2 separate regions of the Cricetulus griseus genome follow, and region 1 is linked to region 2. Evidence: chromatin contacts called from public Micro-C data. All regions are on one chromosome and are shown on one strand. Each heading gives the region's core, a stretch centred on a gene start, on an enhancer-like site or on the middle of the called end of the contact. The rest is flanking DNA. Distances are from core to core; before and after follow the strand shown.

What was found. A called contact is a pair of places that touch in the nucleus more often than the background predicts.
Region 1: a Micro-C map of the CHO-K1 cell line shows a contact between it and region 2, with 7 times the contacts expected there. The contact joins two enhancer-like sites. A contact is called at or near these places in 5 of 8 Hi-C or Micro-C datasets (the CHK-Q cell line, the CHL-YN cell line, the CHO-K1 cell line and 1 more).

Annotation. Positions count from the first base shown.
Region 1 is chr4:59,829,792-59,834,807 of CriGri-PICRH-1.0, reverse strand. Opa1 (dynamin-like 120 kDa protein, mitochondrial) reads left to right here. Exons shown (of 31, transcript XM_027412916.2): 28 at 556-649; 29 at 1,020-1,130. Among named protein-coding and RNA genes, the nearest start is that of Opa1, 53 kb to the left of the region's middle. Within about 2 kb of position 3,032, at least 1 of the 6 cell types and tissues checked has open chromatin away from gene starts, as enhancers often do. A contact at or near this core is called in the CHO-K1 cell line, where this site is marked.
Region 2 is chr4:59,232,502-59,238,087 of CriGri-PICRH-1.0, reverse strand. No RefSeq gene overlaps it. Among named protein-coding and RNA genes, the nearest start is that of Cpn2, 26 kb to the right of the region's middle. Within about 2 kb of position 3,792, at least 4 of the 6 cell types and tissues checked have open chromatin away from gene starts, as enhancers often do. A contact at or near this core is called in the CHO-K1 cell line, where this site is marked.

The DNA of each region.
Region 1 (5,016 bases), core at 1,783-4,282, 600 kb before region 2:
CTTTCATGTGTATCGTCAGGGGTAAAGAAGGGGGTGGGGAAGGTGTAGTCATGTGTACCCTAGGGTGACTTGAAATGTTTGTATGTTTTTCTATAAGGGGAGGATGTGTATAGAGCATAGGCACCCACATGTGTGGTGGGGACCATATAGTAAAACTACTTTGTTATGCATTTTTTAAGTGTCATGATCCTTTTCTCACATCACTGACATTTTGCTTTAAAAAAAAAAAAAAAAAAAAAAACTAGTTCTTGTAATGGACATAGCTCTCACACCTTTTAAAGTAACCCCTAGGTGGCAGCAGACCGCTATTTTTCGAGCATTTTCTTACAAACAAAAATGCTTTAAAGTAGCCATTGAGAAAGCTCTGTTAATCTATGTTGTTATTAAGTTGAAGCTTCTAAGTGCTTCCCTGGTTTATTTCAGCTCAAAGGAAACTTGTATGTATTATTAGATAAGCGCTGATATTTTTAGTAAGACTTAGGAAATAGGTTCTATGTGTTGAATAAAGGCTTTGTTTTTAAGTTTGCATCTGATCTTAACTGTTTGCTACTTCAGCTGGAATGCAATGATGTGGTCCTGTTTTGGCGAATACAGCGCATGCTGGCTATCACTGCCAATACATTAAGGCAGCAGCTCACAAACACTGAAGGTAACTCCTAAAAACAAGATTGATTAGAAAACCTCAGATCGGAATTAATAAAAGTGAAATTACAATTAGAAAATGACAGGGATAAAAGATGCTGTGTATCTACTTCCATTAGATAAAAATTATGATAAAAAGAGTGGCGTCCTGAGCATTGCTTTGTGTTTTGGAATCTGTCTGTCTCTTCAGTGTTATGGCTTAAGAGCATATGAGCCAGATTTATGCTGATAAATGTACTAGAAAGTGAGAAGTGTGAATTCAAGTGTAGAACTAACATGGTGATACAGATTTTCATTGTATGTGGAATTTTTGTTTTTTTCATTCTATACATTGTTTAAAAACAGTGCTCTTCTGGGTTTTTACTTACTTTGAACAGTTAGGCGACTAGAGAAAAACGTTAAAGAGGTATTAGAAGATTTTGCTGAAGACGGTGAGAAGAAGATTAAATTACTTACTGGCAAACGGGTTCAGCTGGCTGAAGATCTGAGTAAGTACTTCCTCCCACCCCAGCCTCCTGGATCCCTTCCCCTTCCCCATGGCTCTTCACCCATTTAATCTCCAGCTTAAAGGAAAGTTGCAGCTACCTAGGAAGAACTTGTTTCTTCTGCAGTGTTAAAATACAGCATTGACCTAAAATCTTACCACTTGCAAATACTTGAATATGTGTTTCCTAAGAATAAAGCTTTTTCTCCTAGCAACTTCCAAAGTTAGAGTGTCACTTAGACTCTTTCATCTCTTAACTACTCAGTATTGTCTTACCATATAACATGATGTTCCAAGCTTGCTTGCTTCCTTCCTTCCTTCCTTCCTTCCTTCCTTCCTTCCTTCCTTCCTTCCTTCCTTCCTTTCTTTCTTTCTTTGTTTCTTTGTTTCCTTCTTTCCTTCTTTTTCTTTCTTTCTTTGTCTCTTCCTTTCTTTCTAAGAATGGTATTTAGAACCAGGCGGTAGTGGCACACACCTTTAGTTCCAGCATTTGGGAGGCAGAGTCAGGTGGATCTCTGTGACTTTGAGGCCAACCTGGTCTACAGAGGTAGTTCCAAGACAGAGAAACCCTGTCTTGAAAAAAAAAGAATGGTATTTAAAAATCAAGATCTGAGAACTAGAAACAGTTGTTGTTAGTGGCATATGAGCTCCCAAGGTTCCTCAGTAGAGAGTGAGTGAGTGTGTGTGTGTGTGCGCGCACATACAAACACATATCCATTCCTAATTGTGTGTATCTATCAAAGACTCTGGAGTGGATGCTGGTGCTTGCAAGTTGTGTCCAGTTCTGTCTCGTTTGTTCTTGGCTTTGCTATTTCCCCGCACCTGTAACTCCTCACATAATGAGAAACAGCTTCTAGATTCCTTAACATAGTTACTATTCTGATCAGTCCTCTTAATGTATAACCAAACTTTTGCTGCCCCCTTCATTGCAAAAGTTGTTTTTTTCATCCAGCTTGGACCCTTGGCCATCCTGTACCAGATCACCAACACAGTGCCTCACCCTGTGCAGGTGCAATTTTTACCGTGCAGGCTGTGACATTATGAAGAGGCTATACTTCTTCATGGAGTTCTTCCACACTGCTCATGCTCTGATGTTTGTGTCCACACTCTCTCCATCTCATCTTTCTCATATTCTCTCCCTTCCCCAACTCCTGAGTCCTCTCCCCTGAAGCCAGAGCAGTCTTTATGCTGCTTGTAGTCCAGCACCCTGCATCAGGTTACCCCACACAGATGTGCATCTTGGGACCAGGCTGTCAACACCCTGTTAACCCCAGTTCTTAAATGTCAATAAGTTCTTAGCATGGAGACTTGCTTGGATCTTTTCGAGCCCAAGGTGACAAGAGAAGCATCAACATTATTACGTAACTCTGGATAGTCAGTACACTGTCAGAGTCTACCTAGTTATAAGTGTCCCTTCTTTGAACTTATGAAACAAACTGTCCTTTCAGGATGTACTTAAATCTGTATGCTTTCTGTCATGAGAGAAAGCAAACACTGAGTAGGAAGAAGCTTTTCAAGTTGGGGAACAGTTTGTAAGCTAAGTTTGTAGTTCTGCAATCAGTCACGAGGATGTCCAAAAGTAGCAGGTGGGGTTTCCTGGTTTTGTGCTCATGCCTCAGCGCTGCTCTTTCTTCTTTCTCGTCTGCAGTGCCTCATCCTGTTACCTTTGTCTGGCTGTCTGAGCTTCCGTTGCTTTCTCATGGCACTCTTGCTTTATTCTTCTTTTTATTTTTTAAATATATCTCATTTTATTTATTTCCATTCCTGTCATGTTTGGCTGTTGGTTAAGTGTGTGCTGCTGCAGAAGCTCAGTATGCAAGCCTGATCTGTTGTTATCTGTCTATTGTGTCATACATATGGAGTCCTCAAAGCCCTTCTTTACTGGTAAGATGCCTATGTGATGCATAGGGAGGTCCATTCAGCACGCCTTCGGAAGTCCCTGACTCATAATTCCATGCTGTTTGTACTGTTACAGGAAAAGGCTTGTCATTGTCACAAGTGTGTACAATTTCTATGCCCCTCAGGACATAGTTAGAAGACTGTGGATTACTTAAATGAATTTTACCTGCTTCTACATTTTTAAGTGACAGAAAAACAATGTGCTTTTTCATGGCTTATAATAGAGCCTGTGCAGTTACCTACTACTCTCCAGTTGTAATTTGTTTATTTAAAGAAAGTATATTAGTAACTCAGAAATGTGCTCTGTCAAGCAAAGTTCCATGTTCTGGTACTTTTCCTAAGAAAGCAGTCATATGACCTCCTTGAAGTGATTTGTGACTTTTGTGCAAATAGAGTTATGGTGTTAATGTTCCAAATAATGTTCTTAATGCAGTGGTTTCACCCATGACTCAGCTTCATCAGTCACACTAACGGAGATGAGCCATGACCGCCCTGTAGTTTGAAGAGTCCTGAAAGCGCCTTTTCCTTACTGTTTCTCTTCAGTCTAAGGACTGGGAATATAGTCATAGACGCTTTCCGCCAGTCTACTCTCTAGGTTTATTAGTCATGGCTGTATTGTAGGGAACAAGGTATCTAGTATTGCAGATGCATTTAGGATACAGTATTGAGGCAATTGAGAGAATTAACTATAAGTTGTAAAGAGTGGTGTCACATAGAATTTACTAAAATGTCAGTAACATTCATGTTTTGCCGGTCATAAATTTACCTGTCTTTCAGTCATTCATCTCTTTGGATAGTCACCAACTGATTGTTCATTAAAGTGTGATTATAAATAAGTAGTGCATTATTCTCTCACCATTCACTATTGTTCTCTACCAAAGTAGAGAGTGAGACTATGGTTAGGATGAAAGCACACTTCTTGTGTGAGGGGACTTGTTAAAGAAGCCAAGACTCTTTGGACACACAGTGGTTTCCATAGCTGGAGCGTGGGAAGGACAGGATGAGCAGGGACACTTTAGAGTAAGAAGTCAGGATGTATTTGTTGAAATGTGATGTGTCTGTGTCACCTGATACAGGCACTGTTTGATCTGCAGCTGGCTAGACTCAGGATATTAAGACAGTGACAGGTTGTAGCTTATTGAATGAAACACAAATCCACGAATTTTGGAATTATATCGGGAGGAGATGCAAGTAGTGATGAAGAATAGAATGTTTATCTTATCATCCAAAATATTTCAATAGGAAATACCTATTAAAAATAGCTTTCAAAGAAAATAGCTATTATTTTTAAAGTGAAAGGTAAATAACTGTGTCCTGGAGAAACCTGAGCAATATTGTCAAATCTAAATCATATGGCCAAATCAAAAAGTCCTATGCCACCTTATGGGATGCACTGAGAGAGGCCATGCTTCCTAAAGATACATGCCCTTAGTGTGAGAGTACATCAGAAACCCAAGGTAAAGGATCCTCTACAGAATGAGTAGCTGGCCTGCAGTTGTTAAATGCATCAAAGACAAGGCAGGACTAGAGAACTAGTCTACATTGACAGCAACTAGGAGACCTAAAATACCAAATCTGTTCCAAGGGCATCAGCAGGGCTTCAGAAAGCCAGGCAGCTGTATCCTGGAAAGACTACATCAGTGTTGGTTTTTTGGTTTTGTTTTTGTTTGTTTGTTTGTTTTTTGATTTTTTTGTTTTGTTTTTTCTTGTTTGTTTTGTTTGTTTTTCAAGACAGTTTCTCTGTATTGCTTTAGAGGTTGTCCTGGAACTCTGCTCTATAGAGCAGGCTGACCTCTAACTCACAGAGATCCGCCTGTCTCTGCCTCTGCCTCTGCCTCCCAAGTGCTGGGATTAAAGGCGTGTACCATCACCGCCAGGCTCCAAGTTATTCTTTCTATTCTTTGTGTACACAGAGTCAGCCAAGATTTAAAGGGATATTTGCAATCATTTAGACAGCTTGTTCTGAGAAAGGATTCTTTTCCCATTTATAT
Region 2 (5,586 bases), core at 2,543-5,042:
GCGTGCTTTCTTGTGTTCATTGCAGCCCTGGGGAGCACCCCACACAAGGAACCGCTCAGAGCTGCAGCCAAGATGAGATCTGCTTTTCCAATAAGCACTTCAAACAGAGGAGCATGTTTTTGGCTCAAGCCAGCAACTGGGAAGCCAACAGTTAATAGGGCTGGGCACTGAGGCAGGGCTCCCTGCCACTGGGGGAAAATCTGGGCTGCTGTTCATAGCGGCTTTCACCACAACTGAGTTACAAGACACTTGTCTGACTCTCCCAGAAATGCAAGGACACAGTCCCTTGGACCTGGCAGAACAGAAGTTTCAAGATTCAAGATTTTTGTTTTTCAGTTAATTACTCCCCATACCATATTTCTTTAGTATTTTTTCACATTGGGTTGCTTTACCATAAGGTCCCAACCATGATCCAAATTATTTTATTGGGTGGGAATTCTGTTGATCCTGGCATGGAGCACACCGAAAGAAACTGATGCTAATGTAATGAGGACTGGTTGTGGTGGCAATGGTGGGTGGTGGGTGGGTAGACACACAGACTGGCTCATGGCCATAGCGCCATGAGACGAAGAGGGGGAGAGCGGTGCAGTTTCATGGCCCAGACTTAGAAGGTGAGAACCCTTCAAACAAATGACTTTGCCGACTTTTGCCATGGTTCCTGCGCTAGAGTCCACATCTAAGCCTTGCTGTCTGTGATACCAGTTTGCTGCTCTGATAACCTGATCAGACCTACACCTGCAGCTGCATCCTTCTGTGATCCCACGTGGACCTTTTCAGACTTGTCCCAGTCATGAGAACCTTATACCTGTCTGAGTTACTGCTCAACAGCTAATTATTGCATCACAGTGAGACGCACCATTGCCACCCTGGAGCTCAGCTTCCTCCAGGACCCCTCAAGTCACACCTGGCACGTACTCCCTGAGCTGTGAGAGGAAAGTTCTTTGCATGGATGATAATCAAGGTGAGTATCAAGGATTGTCAAGTGCCATGTGTAAAGGACTTTGCAGGTGCAGGTTCCTGGGCTGTCTCCCCCAGGTTCTTATGAACAGGTTGGAACAGGCACAGGAACCAGTTTCAATAGCCAGAGGCTTATCTCTTTGAAGTCTTGGTTCAAATGTCATTTGTACAGTAAGAACCCTCCCAACTGCTACATTTAAAATTACAAAAAGCCAGGTATGGTGGTGCACATCTGTAAGCCCCGCACTGGGGAGACTGAGGCAGGAGGGCCCCTGCAGGGGTTAAGGCACTACATACACCCTGTCTCAAAACAAAATTAATACATGCATGCATATATACATACATACATTTACAACCAACATACTTTCTCATTAGCCTCATACCTAATGTTCTTTCATTTTCAAATTACTGTTACTTTCTACTATGCTATGCAATTAACATATTTTCCATACCATTTATTGGTTCCCCCCAATCTAAATAGACAGTCTATGAGGGAAGGGATGAATTGCCTTAGTTACTGCTAAATCCCACAAGCCTGAAGCAGGGCCTGCCCTATCAACTATTTGTTTCAAACAACTGCCTGAATGAGAAAGTGATGCTATTGCAAGTGGCCGGAGAGACTCTCACTGCCAGAAACTCTGATCCAGAAAGTGCACGAGCTTAGGCACCAGCTAACCATGAGTTGGAATACCCACTACACTCGGGGCTGTTTCTCTGAGTGAACAGGAGAGGCATCACCCACCCAGAGCCAGTTCCTCTCCCTCCAATCATCAGACAAAGCTGTGCAGGCATGGCTGAGGACCACAGTTCAGATCTGAGGTACCCTGTCAGGCTTGCCTGCTGCAGACTGAGCATCCCTCCCCAAACATCTGAGAGTAGGTCCCAAGGACTTGTGCCACCTCCACCAGGAGGGACATAAAATGTGGGGGGGTTGACTGGAATGGAGCCATGATTTCCTGGCAGGGTTCCTGGAATAGGTGCCTGAGGTTACAGGGTCTCCTTTCTCTGAGCTTTAAGGGGGAAAAAAAGATTTGGGAGCAGAAAGACACAACTGAAAATGTCTTCGCAGTCTCAACAAGACATGGCACACTCTGACAAAAAAAAAAAAAAAGAAAGAGTGGGGTCAGGGTGTCCATCCACAGGGAAGAACACTAGTGGGGACACCTGGCTCTATGTCCAGAGCCTGCACCCAAGGTCCAACTGGACTGCCGATTGTCCCATGACCTTGAGCCAGTGCCTCTCCTAATGTCCCCTCAGTTACCAACAAAACCCAGCACAGAGTTCCATCCTCCTGAGCTGTTGTTTCATAGACATCATTTCCAGCTGGGCTTTGGCCAAACACATGGCCAAGCCAGCAGGGAAACTTGTCCCAACTGGTGGCTGCCCAAGTTTTCCTGGTTAGCCCCTAGCCCCACCTGAGAGCCTTCATTTAGGAGTCCACATTAGAGGAAGCACAACTCATTCTGATATACAGTATCTATCCCCTGCCCCTGTTATCAGACCCCTCATCCCATCACACACACACACACACACACACACACACACACACACACACACACACTAGGTGCCTGACAAACCACCCCCCTCTGAGCCCGTAGCTGTTTTCTGCCCATTAGCCTAGGCCCAGTCTATGACATTCTGGGGTGGCCCCGTCTCTGACACCCTGAGGTTAGGCAGAGCTCTGAGATGACATTGCTCATTTGGATTCTAGGAAGGATGGCTGTTCTTCAAATTAAACCAGTTCTCTCTGGACCCCCGCCACCGCTCCCTCCCTCACTGCTGGCCCTGGGGAGAGCTTTGAACAATTCCGTAGAAAAGGAATCTGCCAGGAGGCAGCTGTGTGACTCTGAGGAGTTCCTTTTAATCTCTTTGGCCTCAGTTTCCCTGGACTGGACCTGCTCCACCAGCTGTCTGGACTGAGGACAGCAAGTGGGGTGGGCTTCATAGGAGGAAACCAGGCCCTGGAAATGAGGGCAGGGGCAAGGAAGGAAGCTCACAGCCTCTTCAGTTGCCACTCCTCTTCTGTCCCCTGAGAAGTAGGCTCTGAGGAAACTGTCAGGGCAGGGCAGCATGCATTCTCCAGACCAGGGGTGGGCAAGCTTCTTTTCCCCACATGGCTTGTCTCCAGATGAGGCCTCACACCAGGGAAGGCAGAATATCAAACAGATGGGAAGGTGGGTGGGATGAAGAATAAAGTGGAATATTTATGATAAAGGTCACTCTAGCAGCCTGCTGGGACCCCCCTCCCCCCGGAGGGATGATGTCCCCAGCCTGCTAAGAAGCTAAACAGGGACCCTTCTTTCCAGGATAAAGCCCCATCCCTAAAAATAGAGTCCTTTAAAAAAAAAATCAAAACCCAGAAGCAAGCCTCAGCTCCCACCCCTATAGACATCAAAGGTCCCTTACAAAAGGGCCCTGCTTTATATGTCACAATACTAGAGGCAACCCCGGTGTATGAAAACCTTTATTATTTAGACCCACACAGCTCAGTTAAGGGCTGAAGGAAAAGAGAGAAACCATGAAAGGGAAAGGCAGAAGCTGGTTTCTGCAGTCCCTCGGCTTGTGGAACTTGCTGGGTGGGAGGCTCAGAAGGGGACACGGAACCTAAAGGAGCGAAGTTGGAACGGGCAGCAAGGGTCAGGGCGCAGCTCCAGAGGTGAGCCCGAGTCCTGGAGGAGACAGAGAGCGAAGCTGGTAGAGTGAAGCAACCTGTGCCGGGAGGCTGCAGGCGTTCCCCAGCACCGGCACATCACTAACGTCAAGCGCGGCTAAGCAGCCGCCAGCACTAATTAGGTGCAGATGCAGGCGCAGTGCAAGCCTGGGCCAGGAGCGGCTCCCGGAGGCGCGCGCTCCAGGCGCAGCCACCGCCTCTGCAGCAGGGACCAGCAGCTGCCCGGAGCCCAGAGCTTCCCCGCGGCACCACGGCGCCCCCTCACGGCCATCTCAGGTGGAGAGCCTGCGGAGAACCGCGGAAACAACCACCGGGAGCCTGGGATGCCTGAGCCTTTAGTACATCCCACGCGCATTCTGATTACCTAAAGCGTGTTTTAAAATCCTGACGCCTCGTCGTATCCCATGCTTATTAAATTTGTATATGGGAGTTGGATTCAGACACCAGGGTTTCAAAAACTCTCTCTGTAGGAGATTCCAGTCCACAGCAAAGTTCAAAAGCAGCTGTCCTACAGCGGTAGTTCTGAACTTGAGCTGCATTGGAACAACCTGGGGGCCAGACAGCATGAGGCATGGACTGCTGGGGCGACACCCTGGAGTTTCTGATGCCATAGGTCTGTGGCTGGGTCTTGTGAATGAGCTTTCACTCCCCAGGACATAAGCGGGGCTGGCAGAGATTGAGCGCTGGCTGGGAGCTTGCTAGAAATTCAGGCTAAGAGGCCACCTTCCACCTGCTAATCACGATGTTTTGACACACACGAGTGAGTCCTCTGATATCACGGCTGAGAAGCGCTATTTTAAGCACTGTTTGGTCAGAGCTCACACACCAAGCTGGCAGGAGTGCTTCTCCTGACACCCCAAGAGTGGCAGATCTGCCGGCCAGATAGGACTTCCCAGATTCTTGGATCCAATTATCTTGAACATTGGATGGAAGAAACTGAGACCCAAAGGATAGATGCCCCAGAGCCTGGGTTTCAGGGTGACTCATTGTCCCTGTGGTCTCTGATCCGTCTCCATCAGTCAGGTAGCAAATTGACATGGGCTGCCTCTGCCTTGCCTCTGCTCTGCTTCATAGAAGGGGCTGAGGAAGCAAGTCAAGACACGGGAAAATGGCAGCAGAGAGTGGGAGGTAAGCAGGTGTACAAGGCAGCAGTTTAGAGGTTCTGTCAGCTTCTGACCCTCCCTGCCTAGACTCACAGCCGTGATCACCTGCTTGTAACTGTTCTTCTGAATTCCCAGGGATGGATGAACAGAAGCAAGTCTATAGCACTGAGCATCCTGTCCCCAAAGGGAGCTCCAGCCACAGCATATGGTGGGTTTCCATCTTTTTTGTAGTTGTCGTCCAGTTTTTTGGCTAAGTGTTGAGTGGCCATACAGTTGAGGCCTCTGGACCAGGGTGGGGGATGTCCTACTGTTTGGCCAAAAGAGGAAGGAAGATGGGTGGGGCTAGGAGAAGAGGAGAATGCTGGGTAGAGAGGCAGAGAGGCACCGTGAGAGATGCTATGTAGCAGAGGAAGGAGTAACAGGTCCAGACCCTTCTCTGGTAAGCCAAGACCCCGTGGAAATACATGGATTTATAGAAATGGGTTAATAATTAAGACAGAGCTAGCCAATAAGAAGCCCTAGCGATCGGCCAACAATTTAGAAATTAATATATGTCTCTGTGTGCTTATTTGGGGCTAAAGCTGTGGTGGGGCCAGATGGGAAAGAAACTCCAGCAATAGGACCATTATTCTTGTGGGTAGTCTCGGGGGAACACGGAGGCATAGAATGGTTCTTTTTTGATCATAGTATAGAGCCCATGTAAGAAGCTAAATAAACACATGAATACCCATGCATAACTTCATACATCTGGAGAGTTCAGTGTCCACAAAGGAGTAGGTGGGTACTTGAGAGACACTTGTATGGCCCAGGAATACCAGGGTAGGCTTCCTAGAGATATGATGGCTATTACAAAAG